4 separate regions of the Mus musculus genome follow, and regions 2, 3 and 4 are each linked to region 1. Evidence: chromatin contacts called from public Hi-C and targeted proximity ligation data. All regions are on one chromosome and are shown on one strand. The core of a region is the stretch at or near the end of the contact, and the rest is flanking DNA. Distances in the headings are between cores, read along the strand shown. Region 1 holds the start of Ptp4a3 (protein tyrosine phosphatase 4a3). Region 2 overlaps Ago2 (argonaute RISC catalytic subunit 2). Region 3 holds the start of Chrac1 (chromatin accessibility complex 1). Region 4 overlaps Gm32994 (a long non-coding RNA gene).

Region 1 (2,725 bases), core at 50-2,549:
GGAGAGCCTGGGGTTAAGGAGCCTGTTTTGTGAGGGGTTGCACCCTTGGAACTGTGCGACACAGGGGTGTAAGAGCTTTGGATGAGTTCCGAGGGACTGGCGTGGGTGGAGCCTGCTAGGGTCTCCCCTCCTGGCCCCAGAGATGGGTTACTCTGGGAGGGCTCCAAGAAGGCTCTGGATGTGTTATATATAGACTTCTCCGAAAGGCTTGGGGCCCTGCCAGCTGTAGCAGGTGCCCCCAGGATTAGCTAGAGGCCCCAGCATGCTGGTGTGTGTGTGTGTGTGTGTGTGTGTGTGTGGTGTCACTTGGAGCCCCGGTTGCAGCCCTGGCTGGTGCAGCATCTCAGACGTTGCTGGGCCTGTCACTAACAAACCCTTTTCTAGACAACTGATGGGCCACCAGGGATGGTTTGATGTGCTTTCTCCTACCCACCTGGGATTGGGACCAGTAGGGTCTCTGGGGGAGGGCAAATCTCCAGTCATGGTCCAGCTACCTGGCTGGGTGACTTGGGGCATCTACTCAGTATCTGTTGTGTTGCTGGAGGCTGGTGCCTTGTGGAGGGTTCAGGATCTGCAGTCAGGATGGAAACTAGTGGAACAGCTGAGACCATGGGTCTGGTCAGCAACAATGCCGTTAACCTGCTGGATTTATAAGGGTGGCATATTCTGGGGATCTTAGGTGGCTGCCTAGCTTTCTGGGGGTGAGCCAGGATGGGGCTGCAATGGGATGCTCCAGCCTGGACGTTATCAGCCCTGCTTACCTGGGCCAGGGGGAGAATGGGGGATAGTAGGCTCTGCTGTGCAAGGTTGGCTAATGAGACTTCTCTCTGGGAGTATTAGGGGCATGCCCTCCCCTGGCTCAGGTCCAGCCTTTCAGGGATCATTCCTCTCCCCAGCACCAACTACTGATTGCAGGGCCAGGCCTCTGTCTGGGAGCCGGGCTTGGGCCAGGGTTCCCAGCAAGGCAAGGCCTCTGGGGATTCTGTGAGCTGGAACTCAAGCCCTGCACCAGAAGGCTCCCAGGGCGGTGCAGCCACTGGGGCAGGTGCGGACTGACATCTGTCTCCATTCTTGGGCGGGAGAGCACAGGGTTCCTGCCTGGGATGCCCTAGGACAGAACCAGGATTCCGTCTGGTCAGTGGAGCCCAGGAGACGATCCTGCTCAGGGGATGCCCTGGAAGACTTCAGGAGAGCTGGGTGGGTGTCAGTTCCCTTGGAGATGAGCCTGTGTAGAGTCGGCTCCCATCTCTTGTGTGACTCGAGTGTGCGTAGGTTCAGTGCCTCAGGTTCTTCAGCTGTAGTCTGGGAGTGGTGGCTCTTAAGGTGAAGTGTGGGCTAGTGCGGCTGAGCACACAGTAGCTGTTCAGTGTGCGCATATGAAGCTGGAGAGCTGGAAGGGTTCCTCCTGGCTTGTGGCCCCTCTGCAGAAGGAGGTCTCCTACCCAGCAGGATGCAGAGGGGATGGCAGGCGGGTCCGCGGTGGTCCTCTCCCTTCCTCCTTCCTCTTCCTCTGCTGGCCGCGCCTTTGTTTGCGTGCTATCTTTAGGCAGCAGGTGCGGGAGCCGCTGTGAGTCGGGTCGCCCGCCGGTCACCGCCCCCCCACGTGACGCCGGGCGCTATAAATAGCTGGGCGGCGGGCGGCGGGCATCCGCCCGGAGCCGGCGCCGCTGCGGAGGGCGCGCACGGGTCCCGGCCCGGCCGGCCGGCGCATGGAGGCGGCCGCACGCCTGCGGGCGCGGGTGAGCCGGGCTGCGGGCGGCGGGGACCCGGCCTCGAGGACGCTCCCGAACCCTAACCCTACTGGGATGGGCCCTGCACGGGATGGCGGCTCCCTGGCGGGCTGGGTGGGAAGTCCCGCTGAGGTCGGGGAGCTGTGTGCCCTCCCCACGCCCCACTACGGGTCCTTGGGGTCCCCAGCCCATCCACGGAGCAGTCTTGCCTGTCTTGACAGCACAGAGTCCTGAACTGTGACCCCTGACTCCTAAGTGTCACACAGGGTCCCATTTAGGTCCCTTCTGAAGCTAGATGCACTCCCACCCCACCACTTGAGGGTGTGGCTTCTGACTACCTCTGTGTCTTTTTTTCCCCCCTGGGGTTCAAGTGTTCCCGATTACTAGACTCGATGTTGAGAAAACCTGGGTGTCTGGACGGCCGGAGCTGGCCAGGGTCCAGAGAAGGTCCTTCCACGCCCCTCTGTCCCATGTCCTCCTCTGGCAAACAGGGACAAAAATGGGTCTTGAAAAACATGCCGGTCTGGGAGCAGCTGAGGGCTTAAGATACTGCTAGAGGAGGCTGGGCGGGGATAGAGAAGGGCCCAGGTCATAGTAGGGTCCTTAAGCACCAGGGGTGGGGAGGGTGTGGTGGCTTGACTGAGTGCCTGTTGAGGCAAGGTGAGCTCAGCTTCTGTTCACACCTAGAGCTGCTGGGATAGGGGTGTAGGTAGCCGGTGGGCCCACAAGCCTTGGCTCAGGCCTGCTAGAATGCAGTAGAGGTAGACCCCCCCACCCCCCCACCTTGTTCTCTGGTCTTCTTAACCCCATAGAAGTGATGTGTCCACCTGGGCATGGTGGCAGATGCCTTAAGTCCTAGCACTCAGGAGGCCCAGCCAGGTGGATCTCTGTGAGTCTGAGGTCAGCCTGGTCTACAAAGTGCGGTCCAGGAGGTAAGACAGGGACAGAGAAACACTGTCTCCAAAGGGGGTGAGCGGAGTGATGTGTCGGCAGAG
Region 2 (2,971 bases), core at 121-2,620, 590 kb before region 1:
GGGGGGGGGAGGGAGGAAAGCATAGAGGACAGCTGCCACCCTTCCCAGAAGGCCGCTTCCTGTCACCACCCACCTGCAGTCCCGCTATGACATCTAAGTATGAGTTGTATGACCTTTAAACAGAACAAAGGTTGTATGACTTCACTCCTGGGTGACTTACATGAGGGAGTGGGCCCCAGTAAACCAAGTGCTGCGACAGTCCTGACAGTCCTGAGCTCAGAGCCCCAGGACCCATTAGAAAAGCCACCTGGAGGGCCAAAAGAAACAGATTCCTGGGGGATTGACTGGTCTGCTAGTCTAGCCCTCCCTGGAGCAGTGGGCTCCAGGTTCAAAGACACTGTCTTTTTAATAAAATTTTAAAAATGGAGACACCCGATGGCATGGCTTTAACATTACACACACACACACACACTCCATATGAATATCTCAACACCAACAGTAGCTTAAGAAGCTAATAATGAGCCAGTTGTGTTGGCTCCAGCCTGTATTTCAGCATTCTGAAAGCTGAAGCAGGTGTACAGCTGTGACTATGACGATGTCTGTGCCATACTAAGTTCCATCATAGAGTAAGAGGAACTCAGCCTCAAACCAACAAACAAAAACAAAAGGCCTGACTCTGAAAGACAAGCAAGCCCAGGGCAAGTGGAACCCAGGGCTCTTCCTCCAGGACCCAGCCTAGCCTCAGGCATCCACGAAGGGAGAGGGGAACACTCCGAGATTGCAGAGTTCTTCCCAGGGCTGGGCTTCAAAGCCAATATCTTTGAAGGCACATAGCTCATCTTGTAGAAGTCTGTGCTCACACTGAACATCGGCCAGAAATTATGAATGAAAAGCGTGTGACACACAGCCAGGGAAGCCAACCCATACCACACCGTGGACCACAACAGGCATGGACACCAGCACCTTTCTGCCACTGTCAGCCCCACAGGAAAGCATCTACAGACGCTTCATGGTTGGGTGACTTGTATGGGTTCTTGGCTAGACAAGTCAGGCCAAAGCTGGACACTGCAGGCTCCAGAACAGAGAGGAAGCTGACAGCTTGCAGGAGCACAGACTGATGGTAGGTTCTGTCAAACAGGTGCTTTTGGGAGACTCGGGATGCATCGCATAGTTGACGATCCTACGATCCTACTGTGCAGCTAGCCACATGCCACCCACACTGACAGAGCTACATTAAACACAGCTAGGCTTTTTGGACAAGAAAGGGATGCCTGGAGTGTGTACCAAGAACGGAGCCACGGCCATCTGCTCCATGGCTGGAGAAGGAACACAGCTACCACGCACCATCAGCAGAAGCAGTGTAGAACCACTGTCAGAAGACCTCGGTAACCACCAGCCAACAGAGAACACAAACCCAAAACCAGCCCCCCTGCGGGAGTGGCTTCCAACACAGGAACACCCATGCTCACGTCCTCCTCGCATCTGGCTCAAGAGTCAGGGCCAAGTACAGCTTGGACTGGAACCATGCTTGTGGTCAGGTCCCTCCCACCCCAGTTCTGACTCCCACAGCTTGGCAAACTCTACTGTAAGCCGAGCGAGCGTGCGAGAATATGAGAGAGCAGAACGTAACCACAGCAAGGGAGGGAGCCTTTGCCCTTCCAGGACCTGGCTCCAGACTTAGCAAACAAACGCTGCAGAGACACAGCTGAGCACTCTAGGGCAGAAAGGGTGACCATCCTAATGGTGCGTGAGCACAGGAGATGAAGGCTGAGCAGTGGGCGGTCACTGCCGTAGAACAGGGTGGGTTGATCTCAGAAGCTGTTTGGGGCCACTGCAGAATTGAAATGTTCCAGAGTACACAGAATCAGGAATTCATTCTGGCCATCACCTAAGGTCTCGATAAACCACAAGGCCCTTCAGTGATGTCCTCCCGTGTAGTGGGGGATGGAGGATATCCCTCTGCCACGAGAGGAAAGGAAGGCAGGGACCTCGTCCTCTAGAAACCTGTTTATCCTTGAAAGTTACTAGCTGCCTGGGAGTTTTTTGCTTTGATCACACCTGATTTAAAAAACAAAAAAAACAAAACAAAACAAAAAAAACCCTCTGGGAAATCTCTTGTCATCATAGCCAGTTTGGGTGAGACAGGAAATGGGGTCCTTGGGGACCAGACACGAGGGGTGTGAGGGTGCTGGGTAAGTCAGGATTCTCTGAGGGGCTCAGAGGGTGGAGTACTACAATTACTCATGTGGCCCTTTTGGTTTAATGAGTAATCTGCTAAATATATGTTGACCTTATTTCAGCAAGTGATAGAACGTGCTATGTGAGCGCAGGGTACACACAGAGGCTTAGGGTCAGCTGTGACAGTGACACCCCCTGCGGAGATCCAGCTCACTTTCATCTCAAACGGAACCCACTGATTTACAGTGGGGGTTTCAATGGCTTTTTTGGTTCAGTATGAAACTCTGACCATGACCCTCTTTGAGAAATGGCCCCCAAACCCATCTCAAAAAAATTTGCTTAGTAAATTCTGAACAGTTCTCTCACAAGTTAAACCCCCTCAGGCCCAGCACCTCTTCCCCTGTAACATTCAAAATACCACACTAAACAAATGGGGCTGCTCAAGAAAACTATATAGACAATTCCCCAAGGCTGCACCCCAGTTACTCTTCCAGATACAACTGCCACAAGGGGGCCCAGCTGCTGTGATGAGTACCTGGCTAAAACTGCCCCATAGTGAGCCCTGGTGTAACTTGAGGAAGCTGAGCAGAAAGAACACCTTCACTCTGGCTTTCCTCGAGTCCAGAGTCACCATGCTTTATGGTCCCAGGGCCAAAGTCTGCTTCTTGCTAGACTGGACAGTTAGCATCCTGACCAGGGGACATGTGTCATTTTATGCACAACTGTGGACTGGCTGACTGCACAGGTAAATGAAAGAGTAGCTGATATCAACAGCCTGATTCATAATGCAATGTTGACAGTCTTTACAGGGAATCCCAAGCCTCGGGGAGGGACTGTTACTCCACAGAGTCAG
Region 3 (2,700 bases), core at 157-2,656, 660 kb before region 1:
TTTGCTGCAGATCTGAGAACAAACATCACTTCTCAGAGGCCAGCTTACCAGTTATGACACTTCCCACTGGAAATGGTATTCTTTCCCCAGACATCTGGGTGAACATAGCCTTATTGAGAGCACGCAGCTAGCTTGCTCACCAACTGTGCCTTCGTGCCTGACACTAACACTGGATATAAGTTCTACATCTATGGTCTCAAACAACCTGGGATACAAAGTATTCAGGAAAAAAAACAAAACAAAACAAAACAAAACCCATCCCTGCTGACTGGACATGTAGAAATCTCTCATCATTGTTCCCTAACAGTCCAGCAACTACTCATATGGCATTCACGAAGCACTTAATCAAGAAGACATGGGTATTGTATGAGAATGTGCCTAGGCGTTATGCAGTTGTCGTCTTTTGTATTTAAGACTTTTCTGTCGGGCGTGGTGGCGCACACACTCCGGAGGCAGAGGCAGGGGGATTTCTGAGTTCGAGGCCAGCCTGGTCTACAAAGTGAGTTCCAGGACAGTCAGGGCCATACAGAGAAACCCTGTCTCAAAAAACCACACACACACACACAAAAAAAAAAAAAAAAAAAAAAAAAAGACTTTTCAGCATGTACAATTTCAGTATGTGTGGGGATCTTAGAACCAATCCCCCAATAGATACTGAGGGACAGTTGTATCTTATGTTTATTGGACTAGGATATACTACGGTAATGACGACACTAAAACCAAACATGATCCAATCTATAAAACCCTGCCGATTTAGTTCCTCCAACTATATTTAGTGCCATCTTAGGAGTTTTTGTTCTCTTCAGACCACATCAACTTTACTCTCCCAAGTTTACTCCACAGCTCATCTAAGCAAAAGTCCACGGTCTCACGGTTTCATCTGCCGTGGAGTCCCACTTTCTGATATTCTTGGACGCTCCCTCCAGACCACTTGATAGGATGTTTCTAATAGTCTTCATTCTAAAGTCATGGCCCATCTTCTTCAACAAGACCTTGTGTGGCCAGGCTGGCTAGAACTCTTGGTGATCCTTTTGGCATTGTGGTGGGATTACAGAAGACTCTAGGACCATTCAGTTCACCTGTCTGCTTAGCAGGCTAATCCCCATACGCCTCAAGAAAGACATGGGTAGTGGCCGCCTTTCCTCCCTATTCCTCTGGCCAAACTGTTGCCATGGTTCGTTTGATTCCCTCCAGAACATGACCTCCTAAGACATCTCTCCAGTTTTTGAAAGGACAAATCTGTGCAGCTCGGGACTGCCCGAGCAAGCACTCGGACGCCTGAGAGCGCTTCTTCCGGGAGACTGCCCCGGCGTTTCCGAGAGGGATTTTCCCGGGCGCCGGCTCCCAGGCTTTCGGGCCACCGCGCTCCACAGCGTCTGCGCAGGCGCGGCCGCGCGAAGCATCACGGGCCGCCCGGGACGGACGCGGAAGATGGCGGACGCGGCCGTGGGGAAGGAAAAGTGCGGGGACCAGCGGCTCGTGTCATTGCCCCTGTCCCGCATCCGAGTCATCATGAAGAGCTCTCCCGAGGTGTCGAGCATCAACCAGGAGGCGCTGGTGCTCACGGCCAAGGCCACGGTGAGCGGCCGGCGGGGCGACGAGAGGGGCGGGCGCGGGCACCAACCGCCCCTCGGGCTCCGCACACACGCGCCTTGGCCTTTGGCTGCCCTGCGGGGGCCGCGCGGCGCCTCTTTCTCTTGCGTCTGCGCGCTACACACCTCCTCCTCCCCTCCCGCGGGCTCAGCTCCGCCCACTGCGCCGCTTTCGCTCTGCAGGATCGTCTGGCTCCCAGCGTCCTCTGCGCCCCGCCTCCCGCGTCACTCCCCGCTGGGCCTCGCGCACGCGTAGTTAAGGGTTCGGCTGCGTGCGCGAGTTGAGGCGGGTCTATGTCGTGCGGGAGGTCGGGCTGACTCTGACTTCCCCCAGGAAGATGCGGGAAGGTTCTCCAAGCTTCCAGGACGGCTTGCAAGGCTGTCTAGGGCTCTTCAGCCCTCAGGACTCTGGAGGTAGTCAGAGTTTACGCAGACATCCGCTGTCACAAGTTAAATTATAACCGCATAGTCCCCTCCCAACACACATCGCTTTGTCTTCTTATTTTGTTCTATATTTCCAGCCATCTCTCAGTATGTTTTCCCTATCCTGGAGCTCTGTAAACCACCAGAATTACCTTGAACTCGAAAGAGATCTGCTTGTCTCAGCCTACCAAGTGTTGCTGGGGTTTAAGGCTTGTGCCACCACACCCTGCCACCTTGGTCTTGGCCCTTCTGAGTACGGCGATTAAAATTTCCTGACCCCACTCCTGGTTTAAAGTTTGGTTTCGATAGTGGTAGGCCGGGAACCTTATTGTTCTGAGACCCAGCCATGACTATTGGCTCTACCTTCTTTTCCAGCCTCTGCTTCTAGAACTTCATTCAGTGCGTGGCATTTTTTTTTTTTTTTTTTTTTTTTTACAATATTTTGGACTAGGGACAAAGGTACAAATCTTGTGACTGCAATAGAGTCAACCTTAAGTAGATCCTGATAAAATAACAATAGTTCCCCAGTATCTTTGGATTGGTCCTCCAAAGCCAAATACAAATCTTAGGATAACAAGCCCCTTTTAGACAGTGGTGTATATTTACATGTAAACTATACATGTCTCATTTCTAAATCATCTTAAGATCATGGTGGTGGCTGGGCAATGGTGGCGCATGACTTTGA
Region 4 (2,885 bases), core at 339-2,838, 940 kb after region 1:
TGCAGTGGCCAAAATGGAAGAGTTTTAAGGTACAAAAGCGAAAATTATTTAAATTCCTTAGGAAAAAGAAATCATAAAATGATTGAATAGTGTATCTGGTTGGACTGATACAAATCACGTTTTCGTTGACGGCTATAGAAGGTATTCATATTCACTTACTGCAATCCAGTGGTGGTAAATATGAATCAAAATGCATGTTTCGAAAAAGTACAGTGTGAGGAGTAGTAGAGATGAGATGGCTCAGCAGTTAAGGCCTCCGTGTTGTTCACACAGAGGGTCAGGGTAGAGATTCCATCCCAGCACACACATGTTGGTTCACAACCACAGATAATGGCAGTTCCAGGACCCACAATGTGTCCTTCTGAGCCCCATGAACATCAGGCAAGCACATATGCATAAAGGCAGGCAACACACACATACACACAAAAAATATAGTACTATGTGGTATGCTATGAATACCGTGGGAATACACCACATGCTAAGATCTTTAGAAAATTGCCCCAACCTGCAGGACTTAAACAACAGGTTTCTCGTGGGAAGGGAGCTACAATGACAAATTTTGGGATCAGAAGACGCTGAGGAAGGAGGCAAGACAAAAATTCTGTTCAAGTCTCGTTTACTCTTGGGAAATGGAGGATTTATAAAGCTGAAACCCTCAGACGGTATTTGCTCAGGTGCACAGGCCAAACCCCGGTGCTAGGCAGCACATTAACAAAAGAATGTCCCCATTGTGAAAGGTCTGGAAAGGAGTGCCCTCATTGTAAAATGTCCTGAGTCAGTTACAGAACAGAAGAAAGATAGTGGAAGAAGCAAAAGAGTGTTAGATGATGGCCCAGGGACAAGAGACTGAGATTCCAGGGGTTTTCAGGCCCAAACAGAAAATCTATTTTTAATACACTAATATATGCAGAGATTGAGCAGGACAGGAGCAGACTCGACTTGTCATCCCAACATGCTAATTTAAAATTACATATGCAAATATGTAAAATTTGGAGTGCAAGGGTGATAAACTTTTAAACAATACATGCTTTCTTATATAATCAATTCCTTGAATAACTCTGGGTGTAATAGTGTTTTTTAAGTGGCTGAGATGGGGCTCAAGTGAAGAAAGAAAATAGGAGAAGCGACACAATCATAGTTCAATTAAAATTGTATTTTTAAAATTTTTATATTACACTTTGAGAATCAAACCTTTCTTACTTTAAACTTTCTCGTCTAAGGAAGGACTGTGGAGCATAAAACTGCAAGAAGACTCACCTCGGCCACACTTAGTTCTCCTGCAATTAACATATTCTCATGCTCCCAGACAATACTCTCTCTGCCACGTACAGAATGGTCGCAGAAAAAGCTATTATTTTTAATACTGTTGGGAAAACATTTATCAATATATTAAATTCACAAGAGTATTTCAAACAGTATCAGAGATTTTTCTGAGGAAATGTTGCCATCATCTTCACATTTATGAGCCCTAAAGCCTTTTACAATGTTCCTCATTGAATAAGGAAAAAACAAAGCGAAATGGCATTGGGTCAAGGGCAATACAGTTCAAACCGCCCAGATTGGGCTGGAGAGAGGGCACAGAGGTTAAGAGCACTGGCTGCTCTTCTAAAGGTCCTGAATTCAATTCCCAACAACCACATAGTGGCTCATAACCTCTCTAATGAGATCTGGTGCCCTCTTCTGGTATGCAGGCATACACGCAGGCAGAACACTGTATAGATAATAAGTAACCCTTTTTAAAAAATCTAGTTATCTTGACAGGATGGAAAATGCCCTGATTTTAGAAGGAGTCTTAAGTCTTCTTGCTCCACAACAGTTTCTCTTAGGCTCCAGACTTAGGCTTCCAAATCTCTGGATTTTGCTCCTTCAATTTGCTGGGCTGCTATGACATAGAAATATGCCCAGAAATGGTAAAACGGTGTATAATTTGCTTCTCAATCTTGAACTGATTAGAATCTCAAATGAAAACTATCTTGTAAGTTTTGAATGGGCCTATTATTAAATGCTACAGATATCAGAAAGTGTTATTACTGAATTGAAGAGTCAGCCCAAGGTGAAAACAGTAATGAATTCCAAGACGTGGGTTGGATCCCTGGCTGGTCTTCCTTTAGTCAACAAGGAAACACTGAGCTAGCTAGTTTTTCCCCATGATGATCCTGAGTCTACATGCTTATCCCCAAAAGAAGATAAAATCATTTCTCACACATGCATAAGCACACTGATGAGATGTGGTAGGGTTTAGCTGTTAAATGGAGCTGGTAACATTTAGATTCAGAGGATTGTACTCATTGTCTTCCTGCTGAGGCAGAGTTGGAAAGCATTCTGGATTCCTGATGCACAGACTCAAATGTCTTGAGAAACATTCCTTAATATGGAAAAGCACCTGTTAGGCCAATCACGTCCCAGCACCTTCCCTGAGAAAGGTGACCGAGATCTGTCACAACCACAGATTGTACTACGGAGGCTGATGTAAAGGACCCAGTGTACAGATTACTGTGAAAGAGGGAAAGCATCCTTGGCCTTTCTGCAATTTGTTTGCACCCAATATTTAGTATATTCACAAATCAATTTGATGGCAGAAAAGAGAGACTCCTACAAAGTAACTCTCTGTGATGGTCTTCTAGGATACTGAAATGCTTTAAATAGGCGATGAGATTCCGATGCCTAGCAACGGCTGTGGGCCAGTCTTAAGAGTCTGGGCTGCCAGAGCACGGTAGTGTTATAATGGAAGCAATCTTGAGTTTACAAACTCATGGGCATGTGGACTGCCAGCTTTCAAGGCTCATGGCTATTGTGATAAACACAATAGGCCCTGATGGGTACTCCCCACTGGGCTGAAGGACGGGCTTTATGGTACCAAGTCACCATGAACAAACGATGGCAAG

The links. A called contact is a pair of places that touch in the nucleus more often than the background predicts.
Region 2: a targeted proximity ligation map of pancreatic cancer cells shows a contact between it and region 1. A contact is called at or near these places in 1 of 39 promoter capture datasets (pre-B cells), 2 of 484 Hi-C or Micro-C datasets (CD8 T cells and LSK cells) and 2 of 130 datasets of targeted methods (pancreatic cancer cells and regulatory T cell precursor).
Region 3: a contact with region 1 is called in a targeted proximity ligation map of pancreatic cancer cells. A contact is called at or near these places in 1 of 39 promoter capture datasets (pre-B cells), 3 of 130 datasets of targeted methods (double positive thymocytes, memory CD8 T cells and pancreatic cancer cells) and 1 of 9 other capture datasets (liver).
Region 4: a Hi-C map of cortical neurons shows a contact between it and region 1, with 3 times the contacts expected there. A contact is called at or near these places in 1 of 484 Hi-C or Micro-C datasets (cortical neurons) and 3 of 130 datasets of targeted methods (the 230-238 cell line, differentiating embryonic stem cells and stem cell-derived neural progenitor cells).

The regions. Positions count from the first base shown.
Region 1 is chr15:73,746,727-73,749,451 of GRCm38.p6, forward strand. It overlaps Ptp4a3 (protein tyrosine phosphatase 4a3), which reads left to right and starts at 1,300. Exons shown (of 6, transcript NM_008975.3): 1 at 1,300-1,739.
Region 2 is chr15:73,153,326-73,156,296 of GRCm38.p6, forward strand. The region is part of intron 1 of Ago2 (argonaute RISC catalytic subunit 2); the gene reads right to left. Among named protein-coding and RNA genes, the nearest start is that of Ago2, 30 kb to the right of the region's middle.
Region 3 is chr15:73,089,006-73,091,705 of GRCm38.p6, forward strand. Chrac1 (chromatin accessibility complex 1) reads left to right here and starts at 1,407. Exons shown (of 3, transcript NM_053068.3): 1 at 1,407-1,578. The coding sequence starts at 1,432.
Region 4 is chr15:74,690,818-74,693,702 of GRCm38.p6, forward strand. All of the region lies in intron 3 of Gm32994 (a long non-coding RNA gene), which reads left to right. Among named protein-coding and RNA genes, the nearest start is that of 4933427E11Rik, 17 kb to the right of the region's middle.